Linked DNA regions of Sus scrofa: regions 1, 2 and 4 are each linked to region 3. Evidence: chromatin contacts called from public Hi-C and promoter capture Hi-C data. All regions are on one chromosome and are shown on one strand. The core of a region is the stretch at or near the end of the contact, and the rest is flanking DNA. Distances in the headings are between cores, read along the strand shown.

What was found. Promoter capture Hi-C pulls out the DNA fragments that hold promoters and counts their contacts. Hi-C and Micro-C count contacts between places; a contact is called where the count stands out from the background.
Region 1: a contact with region 3 is called in a Hi-C map of liver, with 3 times the contacts expected there. A contact is called at or near these places in 1 of 5 promoter capture datasets (liver) and 1 of 47 Hi-C or Micro-C datasets (liver).
Region 2: a promoter capture Hi-C map of liver shows a contact between it and region 3, with 11 times the contacts expected there. A contact is called at or near these places in 2 of 5 promoter capture datasets (both in liver), 5 of 47 Hi-C or Micro-C datasets (embryonic fibroblasts, heart right ventricle, liver and 1 more) and 2 of 2 datasets of targeted methods (alveolar macrophages and skeletal muscle).
Region 4: a contact with region 3 is called in a Hi-C map of liver, with 7 times the contacts expected there. A contact is called at or near these places in 1 of 47 Hi-C or Micro-C datasets (liver) and 1 of 2 datasets of targeted methods (alveolar macrophages).

The regions. Positions count from the first base shown.
Region 1 is chr3:128,196,950-128,199,848 of Sscrofa11.1, forward strand. No RefSeq gene overlaps it. Among named protein-coding and RNA genes, the nearest start is that of RNF144A, 670 kb to the right of the region's middle.
Region 2 is chr3:127,501,867-127,504,566 of Sscrofa11.1, forward strand. It overlaps ID2 (inhibitor of DNA binding 2, HLH protein), which reads right to left and starts at 1,341. Exons shown (of 3, transcript NM_001037965.1): 1 at 897-1,341; 2 at 455-518. The coding sequence starts at 1,244. The coding sequence ends at 462. It overlaps LOC106509912 (a long non-coding RNA gene), which reads left to right and starts at 1,643. Exons shown (of 3, transcript XR_002342872.1): 1 at 1,643-2,383.
Region 3 is chr3:127,864,040-127,866,739 of Sscrofa11.1, forward strand. No RefSeq gene overlaps it. Among named protein-coding and RNA genes, the nearest start is that of ID2, 360 kb to the left of the region's middle.
Region 4 is chr3:127,475,937-127,478,636 of Sscrofa11.1, forward strand. It overlaps KIDINS220 (kinase D-interacting substrate of 220 kDa), which reads left to right. Exons shown (of 30, transcript XM_021087893.1): 29 at 1-37; 30 at 1,203-1,810. The coding sequence ends at 31. Among named protein-coding and RNA genes, the nearest start is that of ID2, 26 kb to the right of the region's middle.

The DNA of each region.
Region 1 (2,899 bases), core at 397-2,896, 330 kb after region 3:
GAGCTTGGAGCCCAGGGTGTGCGGTCAGGAAGGTGACCATGACCGGGAGACAGAGATCTCCCTCTGCCCTGCTCTTGACGGATCCTTTCTCACTTGTCAGCCATGGTCCCTCAAGACGTCACCTCTCTGAGGGCTGCTGTGAGAATTAAGTGGAAGGACACAGGTGGCATGGCCGGCCAAGCCTGCCAACCAGTAACCATCCGCTGTATTCCTCGTTCCAAATACAGAGCAAGGTCCTTGAAGAGTGGGTCCCAGCCATCCCCCTTTGTCAAAGGGATGCTGCATGCAGCGGTTACAAGGCACTGAGAGGGACTTCACACCATGGCACGGTGGGTTAGGAATCCGATTGCCACTGCTTAGGTCACTGCAGAGCTGTGGGTGCGATCCCTGGCCTGGCACAGTGGGTTCAAGGATTCAGTTCCTGGCCTGGGAACTTCCATATGCCATGGGTGCAGCCATTAAAAAAGCAAACGAAAAAGAGTAACTGATGGGGTTCAAACCCTAGCCCCTCCCGGACAAGCTGTGTGTACGCGTTCCGAGGTTTGTTTCCTCACATATGTCCAAGATGTGGAAAATAGCTGCCTTTCTGTCCCAGTGTCAGGAAGGCAACATGGGTCAATACACACAGAGCATACCTCAGTGTCTGCCCAGGCCAAGAGCCACTGCCTCCACTATCGCACACATTGGTGTGTGGCCTCTTCCCCTTGCACAAATCACCTTTATTAGAGACCCTCTGACTGTCGTGGGACAGACCGGGACCCATCCGTGCCTTCGTCCTCACCTACCCATGGGGCCGCTTTGGGGTGGAATTCCACCCAGACCGCCGCTGTCTGTGGACACAGAGCTTCCTCTGGCCAGGACTGACGAAGGATGGCAGTGGATCTCGCTCCCCTCATTTGGTCTCTGGTGTTGTGCTGGGAGACACGTTAAAAGTGGAAGCTTGTCCAGGCCCCTCATTTCCTAAGGAGAGAGAGGCAGAGACCTTGAGAAGGTAGGGGAGTTTGTCTCCGGGCGGCCAATGTGAGAACCTGGGCTGGAATCCATGCCTCATGTCCTGGCTGCTGCTCTTTCCAGAACATGTTAAGAGGCAGCAGAGTAAACGGAAAGACCATGAACTTGGAGTCAGCAGGCCGGGTCCAAATCTTGGCTCCTCCGATGTGTCACCTGACCGTCTTTATCCAATACAGAGAGATATTAACTCCTTTCTCACGGAGCTGCTCTGAGGATTAAACAAGGTTCTGTGTGTGAAAGCACCTGGCTTGAAGCAGGTGCTTAATGAATGTTCGTTTCTTCCCCATCACGGTGGAACTTGTATATTTATAGATGCGTGGAAACAGGAGGGAGACCAGAAATAACAAAGGCTCCTGATGGAGCAGCTGGCCCAGAGCCTGCACTCAGAGGTGTGCACAGGTGAGTGCCTTAAGGCGGCGACCCAAGCAGATACTCAGCATTGGAGCAAAGAGCCAGGGGATCTCTGTCTTTTTTTTTTTTTTTTTCCAGGAACACAAACGAACTGGCTAGGATGCTGTGGGAAAGGAGAGGTGGGTTGTGAAACCCACAGGTGGCCCTGAGCATGGCGGTGACGAGAGTCAATGTCAAGGCTGTTTTCCTCTGGGCCATGCCCACCGCCAGGTTCACGGGGCCCTCCGCCAAGTCAAACAGGGCTCTGCGCAGTCAAAGCTGCACTTGCTCCAGGCGCTCCCGGGGACCAGCTTAGGACTCTGGGGTCAAACGTTCGCCCCCTGTCAATGGGAGGCCATGCACCTGTGTGGCTGTAATGCCCGCTGAGAAGCCAGCCCCTCTGTTCCCCCCAAAGCTCCCAGGTTTGCATATTCTTTAAAGCATTGAGCACTCAGTGAACGCCAAGCCCTCAGCCAAGTCTAAACATTTGCCTTGGCACTGGGCCATCCTAACACAGGGCCCCAGCGTTGTCCCAGGCTGACGCGCCTTAAAAGAGCTGCACGAGTTGAAATTCAGTGGGATCGTAAATATGCCAGGTAGACAGTTGAATCTGAAGATTAGAATCAAAGGGTGAGTTATTCAATCCAAGAAAAAGTCACGAATAAGCAAACCAGCATCCTGGGAGCCCGACCACACTTAAAAAGTCTTCCCTTCACGAATGGCCTGCTTGGTGCCCACACTCCGTTGTGCCCGCCTGCTTCGCGCTCATGACAATTAGTAGATATTATGCCTCTTTGCTGAGGCCTGAACTGAGGCTCCCAGCTGTGTTATAGCTGACTTAGCACAAGGTCAAGGAGCTAACATGTGATGGGGCCAGGGTTTAAGTAAGATGGATTTCATTGAATAAAAGAAAAAAGCTTAAGTTGTTTTTACCATATTCATGCTAAGAAACCAAGGTAAGTCAAAAAGAGATTAACTATCCTCATGAGATAAGAGGCTTAACAAAAAATGAAGGGACGTGTGGACTTCTCATTTAGCAGTCTGGTTTGCAGGCTCCTTACCTTAGCGAGGGCAGGAGACAGAAATTCAGGCTTCAGTTTATGGTCTCCAGTTCTTCTTCATATAGCCTGTGTCCTTGCCAACTGGATTATTGTCCAAATGCTCCCCAAGGCTTTTCACGGTGCCTTTGCCTTGCTGTTCCTTCTGCAAAGAATGTCTTTCAGATCTCTGATGCTTGACATCTTAACCAGCCTAATTCTCCCGCCTGCAAGACAGAACTCTCTCTCTTTTTAAAAGATTACTATTTTTTATTACAGTTGACTTACAATGTTGTGCCAATTTCTGCTCTACAGCACAGTGACCCATGTGTATATATTTATGTCTCATACTGTCTTCCATTATGATCTAACCCAAGAGATTGGATAAAGTTCCCGTGCTGTGCAGTAGGACCCCCTTGCTGATCCATTCTAAATGCAGTAGTTTGCATCTACAGATCCCC
Region 2 (2,700 bases), core at 91-2,590, 360 kb before region 3:
ATCACAGGGGCTGAGGCACAGGGCAGCAATGCTTGGCTAGCCTGGTCCCAGAGGGCTGGAGTTTTAGGGAGGGAGGATCCCGATGGAATTTGCGGTGATAAGATTAATTACACGGGGGTTAGTACCTCGTAGTACCAGAGCATGAGCAGAAAACAGCCCAGGCATGATACTGGCACATAAAACCGGGACACAGTTACACAGTTTCCTCTGCCACCTTCCATAGTTACTGGCATTTTTTTTTTTTTTTTTAAGGAAAATCTTCCGTGAATTTGAGTAACAGGAGCCAGATGCCTCTTCACATCTAGTACACGTAAACAATGTACTACGTGTTATACAACCAAGTACACATTCATCTACCAAACCCAACATTTTACAGATTCGCAAGTACACGCGCGCGCGCGCGCACACACCCCGAGTGCCGGTTCACCGACCGGTGGCACAAGCAAACACTCACCATTTATTCAGCCACAGAGCGCTTTGCTGTCACTTGACATTAACTCAGAAGGGAATTCAGAAGCCTACGAGAGAACGGGGATAAAAGGCTCGACGTTAGACAACTTCAGGAGAAAGAGCTTTTTTTTTTCTTTTTCCAAGTAGCCCATAGAACAGCAAGTTCCAGTAAAGACGTTTACGCTAATTGCAGACTCAAAGATTGATGCGTTAACCTCTCAGAACTAACCTATCAGCAATTTCCCGCATAACTCAATCTACAGCAGATTTGTAAAAAAAAACAAAAAAAAAAAACAAAAAAAACTAAAACTAATAACAATGAAGTTAATTAGCTCATTTGTGAGTCACCGACTGCGGCCGGCGGTCTCGACAATGGGTCGGCCAGTGGCAGCCCAGGCATCGCCCGGCTGCGCGGCCGCGAGCGGGGCACCAGGAGCAGGTCTTACCTGCAAGGACAGGATGCTGATGTCCGTATTTAGGGTGGTCAGCGGCGTCCTGGATGCCTGGCTCTGCCCGGGTCGCTGGTGGTGCAGGCTGACAATAGTGGGGTGCGAGTCCAGGGCGATCTGCAGGTCCAAGATGTAGTCGATGACGTGCTGCAGGATTTCCATCTTGCTCACCTTCTTGTTCTGAGGGATGCTGGGCACCAGCTCCTTGAGCTTGGAGTAGCAGTCGTTCATGTTGTACAGCAGGCTCATCGGGTCGTCCACCGGGGTTTTGCTCCGGGAGATGCCCAGGCTGTGGTCCGAAAGGCTGTTTTTCCTAACGGACCTCACTGGACTGAAGGCTTTCATGCTGACCGCAGGAAAGAAGAGACCGGGAGGAGGGAGCGGGCTGCCCCGGAGCTCAGGACGCCGCCGCTGCCGCCGCCGCCGCCGCCTGCAGAGCTTCCTACGCTCGGCACCAGGCTCGGCTCAGAACGAAGCAGGGAGCCCGGCCGGGCGGCTTTTATCAGCGCTCGCCGGGGCCACACGATCCGGCTGCCTTGCGTCCCCATTGGTGGAGGGCGGCGCGTCCATCAGGCCGGGCGGGCACCCCCATTGGCCGGCGCGGGCGCGGGGCGAGCGCTCGGTCCTTCCGCGTTCGCAGCCAATCCCCGCGGCGCGAGCCCAGCTGGGGTGGTAAATAGAGTACAGTAAGCGCCGGGCCGGAGGGGAGCGCAGGGGAAGGGGAGGGCTGGGGGGAGAGAAGCGGGTGGGGGTAGAGGAGGGGGTCGCGGACAGGGTGGGGGAGGGGGAGACCCCAGGAACCTCAATGTGCATCTTAATCCCCTGTTAATCCCAACGGCGAGGCCGGACTCTCTCCCTAAGGTGTCTCCCGAGGAAGCCTTCTACACCTCGGGGCTTTGAGCATCCCTAAAACCACAGCCACCGAGGCCAGGTCTGCGCAGCGGAGGGAAAGCCACCACGGTCCCCTGCGCCCCACGGAATGTCAGCAAGATAGAAAGCATTTCTGAAGAAAGTGAAAACGCACATAAGTTTGCCGTCGCCAAGTGACGTCTGTAGTGTGAGTTGGGTCTCTTAAGATAAGGAAAAGCTTTGTAAAAAACAAAACCAAAATCACCCACGCGCGCATTCAACGACAGGTTTAGTGTGGGATCGTGCAACTCGGAGCAACGCAGGAGGCGTTGTTGTAAACTCGGTGAAGTGAGTGCTTATTGGAACCTGTGCTGATCGCTGAGGAGCTCTGAGCGCAGGACGCTTTCTGGCTTCCTTTTCTAGAAGGAGGAAGGGCTATCTATGATAATGATCCTACGAAGCGGAAATCATTAGGAGAATTTGCGTATGGAAGCTGTATTTACGTACACTGCCTTCCGAGGCTGCCAGTCTGTCCTCTGCAGTGTAGGTGGCAAAGTAAGGTGATTAATTATGCACAAGTCGTGATTTCTGGTGTCACATTCCAGTCCTACTGTATTTTTAAAGCTTTGTGACAGGTAGGTGGCTCCAGCCAGTGGTGGATATCTTCACATTGTTGTTGTTGTTTTGTTGCTGTTGTTGTTGTTGTTCTTTAAATCTGTCATATACCAAGTTTGGACTCTTTTCAGCACTAGCCTTAGGGGCAGGTTCAGGTTGTTTCCTTCCCTCTTTTCCCCTATTAAATCTTGAAGAACTTATTCTGCCATCTACATTTTCTACAAAGCTTGGAGTTACTTGCTCAAATCCTTTTCAGTTAATTCACACATTAATTCTAGCTTAACTGAAGACCATGATAAATTAGTGTGTTGAAAACCATATTTCTCTAGAATACAAT
Region 3 (2,700 bases), core at 27-2,526:
CATTTTATCAAGCTTCACAGGTGATCCTAATGCCCCAGGTTCTTCAGCCGGATTTGTAAACCCTTTCCCAGGGTCTCTGCGGGTGAGGACCGCCGGCTTCTCTGTCAGGTTAGGAAAACGCAGGGAAGAAGCTTTAGGTTATTTGACTGGATCACGGTGGTGGGAGAGTCTGGCACCTGGAGGCTGAGTCCATGGGGTCTTCACTCTTATGCACAGAAAGATCCCACAGGGCCTCCCTGATGTCTGGAGGTCTTTCTGCTATAGAATGATTAGGAGCTTCTAGGCAAATCCTAGAAATGGGAGTTTCATCGGGGAATGGTGGCAGGCAGTGGGAGCAGCCCTCTGGGGAGGGAGCTGGCAACTTAGTCAAGGTGACAGCCTGGGACTTCGGCCAGGGTTTTCACTGGTCATGCTGGTTGTAAGCTCTGTCCGCAGGCATAAGGGATATTATCTCTGTTTCTGTGCAGTGGTTTCCCTCTTTTATACCCAAACCTTAGGTGAAAGTCTGTTCTGCACGACGGCACCAGGCTAGGAGTATTCTGGGGAATTCAAGCCCTGGGTTCATGGTTATAAAGATGTGGCCGAGACAGCCTGTTGTTTCCTGGGGCTGCAGTTACAAAGACTCCCAAACTGGTGGCGTCAAACAGCAGAAACATATTTTCTCATGGCTCTGCAGACTCAAAGTCTCAAACCAAGGTGCTGGCAGAGCCACGATCCTTCTGGAACCTGCCGGAAGGTCCTGTCTGGCCTCGACCAGCCTCTGGGTGACATCTATGGTTTATAGCAGCGTCATTCCAATGGTCACCTCTGTCATCTCTGGCATTTCCCCTGTATGTCTGTGTCCAAACTTCCCTCTTCTTAAAAGGATATCTGTCCTTTTGGACCAGGGTACACCCTGATGATCTCATTTCAAGTTGAATCATCTGCAAAAACCCTATTTCCAAGGAAGGTCACATTTACAGGTGCCAGGGGTTGGGGTTTAAATGCCTCTCATTTTGGGGACATGGTTCGGCCCATAACAGATAGTCAGCTATGAGAGCGGGTCCTCTGCTTTCACTTACTCCCTCACAGACTCGTGAGCAGTATTTTGGAGAGGGGCTGAATTAATTGGGAGACATACCAGCAATGTGTGAGACCAAAGTTTGCATTATTTTCCCAGGCTGTTCCCGAGCAAGGTGACCCCAGATGAACTGGGGCTCACTCTGGTTACATATGTGTCATGCGTGGTGAGTGCCGAGCACTGTTTGTCAAGTGAATTACCTAACTGCCCTTGTCCTGTGGCCAAGTCTGCGTCACCATCACAGGATCCCAGTCTGCCTTGTGTCCGGCCAAGCTGAGCTGTCCATGCAGAGAGATACTTAATACATGTTCTCAATGTTTGGATAGTTAAATGGACTATCTGTGGGGCTCTTGGGTTTTCAGACAAAAAGATTACTATGTAAAGTCAGAGCCTCGTTCCTTCACCAACGCTTGGAAGAAAATAAGAAGTTCCCCTGGCTGGCAGATGCATGCCTTGGACATGGGTCACATTCTGATGTCTGTTTTTGATCATAAACACCTGGTCCTAGAAGCATCCGCAGTGTGTTTCATTTTTTGAGACCGGGATGGCAAATTTAAAATTCAAATTCTCGGGAACGGCAGAGAGAACGTAGCTATAAAAGTGTTTCAGGCCACCGTGTTTTAAATGAAGGTTAATTTTTTGATCAAATAGGAAATGAAGGAAAAATTATCTCCCTGCACACAAGCGTGGTTTGGAATACTATAGCTCAATTAGATGTTCTGATTGTGAAAACGATCAGCTTCGTGTCTTGTTAAACGTCTCCCTTTCACATTATGAAGCTTTTCTACATCAAGATGAGCGGGAGTATTAAGGGTACAACAGATAAAAGACTCATCTGAGCTCAAAGGAAAATGAGAACTTAAGAGAGTCCAGAACTGCGGGAGAACTTCCCAAACCCCCAAGGTGCATCTGATGTTATTAAAAAATTGTCCAGCATGGAAATTAGCTCCTCGACTCAGAGGAAAGAAAAGTTATTATTCTTTGCCTTTTCTCCCCACCGAGATATTGAATGCTTCTTACTTGATGGAGTCTTGCTTCATGCGTACAGAAATACACATCAAGCTTGTTAATCAGTCCTACACAATTGCTATTTACAAGATAGTTTTCTGGGACACAGAATGTTTACTCCTGACGGGCTGGGTTTTGGGGAAAGGGAAGCAGAATTTTCTGACTCTTCCTGCAAATCAAATTTGATACCCCATGTTTTAAACGTATATCATTCTTCTGACTCATTCTCATCTTTTTAAACAATGTTTTATTAAAGTATTGTTGCTTTCCAATGTTCCTTCGATTTCCGCTGTAAAGCAAAGTGACCCAGCCATAAACATATATATTAAAAGAGAACATATACATATATATATATGTTCTAAGTTTTTAAATTTAAAATTTTTAATTTTTATTTTTATTTTTTTTGCTTTTTTAGGGCCACACCCTTGACATATGGAAGTTCCCAGACTAGGGATTGACTCGGAGCTGCAGCTGCTGGTCTACACCACAGTCACAGCAACACAGGATCCGAGCCACGTCTGTGACCTACACAGAGGCTCATGGCAATGCTGGATCTTTAACCCACTGAGCAAGGCCAGGGACTGAACCACATTCTCATGGATAGTAGCCGGGATTGTTGCTGTTGGGCCATG
Region 4 (2,700 bases), core at 70-2,569, 390 kb before region 3:
GCTAGATAGATCTTCAGAGGATCCTGTTTAAAATAAGGTATGTAAAAAATATTAGTTTTCCAAGTCCATTCCTTTTACGCCGCTGTTCCAACAGTCCTCACCAATTAGAGAATGCATATTCTCACCGCTTTAAGAAACAGGTGGTAAAGGCTGACATGATTGCTAGAGGCCACCCACTCGGCCAGAGCTCCTTACAGAAAATTCTCAGTAAAGCACAGCCGTGGTCCACACGCAAGTCTGTGCAGGGTGGGGGGGCGGCGAGAGGGCTAAAAGGGCTTCCAGCCCTTGGAGCAGAAACCTCTGAAGCGGGCCTAGCTGGAGGCGTGATGGGCTCTTCCCTGGAGTTCCACTTACAGCCCTGCATTAAGAAAAGAATTTGTGGCGTTCCCGTCATGGCTCAGTGGTTAACGAATCTGACTGGGAACCATGAGGTTGCAGGTTCGATCCCTGGCTTCGCTCAGTGGGTTGGGGATCCAGCGTTGCCGTGAGCTGTGGTGTGGGTCACAGAGGTGGCTCGGATCCTGCGTTGCTGTGGCTCTGGTGTAGACCGGCAGCTACAGCTCCGATTAGACCCCTAGCCTGGGAACCTCCATATGCCACAGGAGTGGCTCTAGAAAAGGCAAAAGGACAAAATAATAATAATAATAAATAAAATAAAATACAAAATCTGTAAGAAGAAAAGTATTAGTTAAGGAAGCAGAACAGTTATTTCCAGGCTCTTCGTAGGATGACTCTAAAAGCCAATAAAAATAGCAGTGATTTGACCTAACTGGACTGAGGACCAACCCAAACTGGCCAAAAATGTGAATTATAATAATATTGTGCGGGAAAGGCAGGGACTGCGTTTAAACGCACAGACTGTTCTGACAGTGTCGGTGCAGGATGGCCGGTGGTCATTTGTTGACCAAGAATACACTTAGGTCTTCCGTTTCCGGGGTCACCAGGCTTCACGTGGTGTTATTTACATCGGGGGCTGTATATTACGACCCTATCTTAGTTTCGCCAGGATTTAACAAAACACACAACAGCATATCAAACAATGTTAGAACTTGAGTAAATACAGTTTTACCTTAAAAAAGAATATAGCACTACATGCTCCATATTATTCAAATTAAGGAGTTGTCTGAAATAAGGTCGTCTTGATTGCCCACTGTCATTTTTGAATTTTAATATATTTTACACTTACCTCATTTTCTTTCAAGGCAACAGGGCTCTAGACCTTAGTCCCCACCCATAGCCCACTCCTCGTGACAGTGGCCACCTCTCACAGTTGGCTTCCTCACCAAACATAAGGGGCAAAGAAGATACTACCTACCGGTCAGTAACCCCGCTATCCGGTCGATTGAAGACGATTGATCTGTTCACCTTTGCCTGTTTGCTCACTAAGCGTGGTTGTGAAACTTGAATTCATTTTAACAAAATGTTCCGTTTATGAAATTTTAGATAAAAGCCCAAATTGTATAGAAAAAGCATGTAAACAAACTCCATAACCTGACATTTCTTATCTTATAGCACCTTCTTGGTCAGACTGTCTAATGAAAAGTTAGATTGACGGAGTTCCCTTGGTGGCGCAGCGGGTTAAAGATCCGGCATTGTCACTGCTGTGGCGAGGGTCGTGGCTGTGGCCTAGGTTTAATCCCTGGCCCTAGAACTTCCACGTGCCTTGGGCACAGCCAAAAAAAAAAAAAAAAATTTAGATTGTTATTTTCAAAATTGTCATAGTTATCGATGCTTGCCCTTTTCAGCTTTGTTTCTGAGAATTTATAGAGTGCATATTGTTATCCTTAATGCAAATTAAAACTTTTATTTTTAAAGAATTGTTTTCTTTTTGAATTCTTTGTGGTTCCCCCCTCCCCCGGGATTTTTTACCTGAGTTCTTTTCTTCTCACTCTTTTTGTGTCTTGGGTTTTTGTTTCTGGTTTGTTTTGGTTGCCTTATATTCATCTCATTTTACTCCTTAGAGTGTTCGAATGGGAAGGACCCTCAGGAGAGCTTTTAGGCCCAATCCTGGCTTCAGGCAGCGGTGGGGGGTCAGGCAGTACTTAAGTGAGAGAACGCGGTGCACGCAGGTGCCACAGTTGAATTCTGTGCGTTTGCGCCGCCGTCCTCCACAGGCCCCAGTCTCTGCTGGCACCTTCCACCCACCTGCTAACTGGCCCCGAAAGCTTTTCCGTTTCTGACTCTGGGAATCGTTCAGTGCGTGCTGTCATGTTTTGTTAAAATCCCTCAGGGACGAATACCCACAGCCCACCTTGCTAAGTTCTCTCGCCTCAAAGTGCTGGCTCCATGCTCTACTTCATGGATGTATTTCAAAGCCCCCCCCCGTGCCTCAGGTCCTTTGCTTAGTGCTTCACGGAGATATTGCCTTATAAATATAATTACAGAATCACATGAAGTGGTTCAGTTCTGCACTTCACTTCAGGATATTGAACCTATTTCTGGTGTAGCTTAGCTGTGGCGAGCCTGTTTCCCTGAGCCCAGACCGAGCCCATTTTGACTTCCAGAAAATCTGACGTGAAGGTTTTCCCCTTTCTCTGGCGCAGCGTCTAGCAGGGTTTGTTACTGGCTTTCGCTGACCGCCCCTCAGGGCTGTCTCTCACTCCTCATCTCAGGTTGACCACTCTGACACGCTTGGACTGGAATACTCGTGTTATACTGGGATCCCATTCTCAGTATGCTGTGCATGCCTGGGCCATTGTG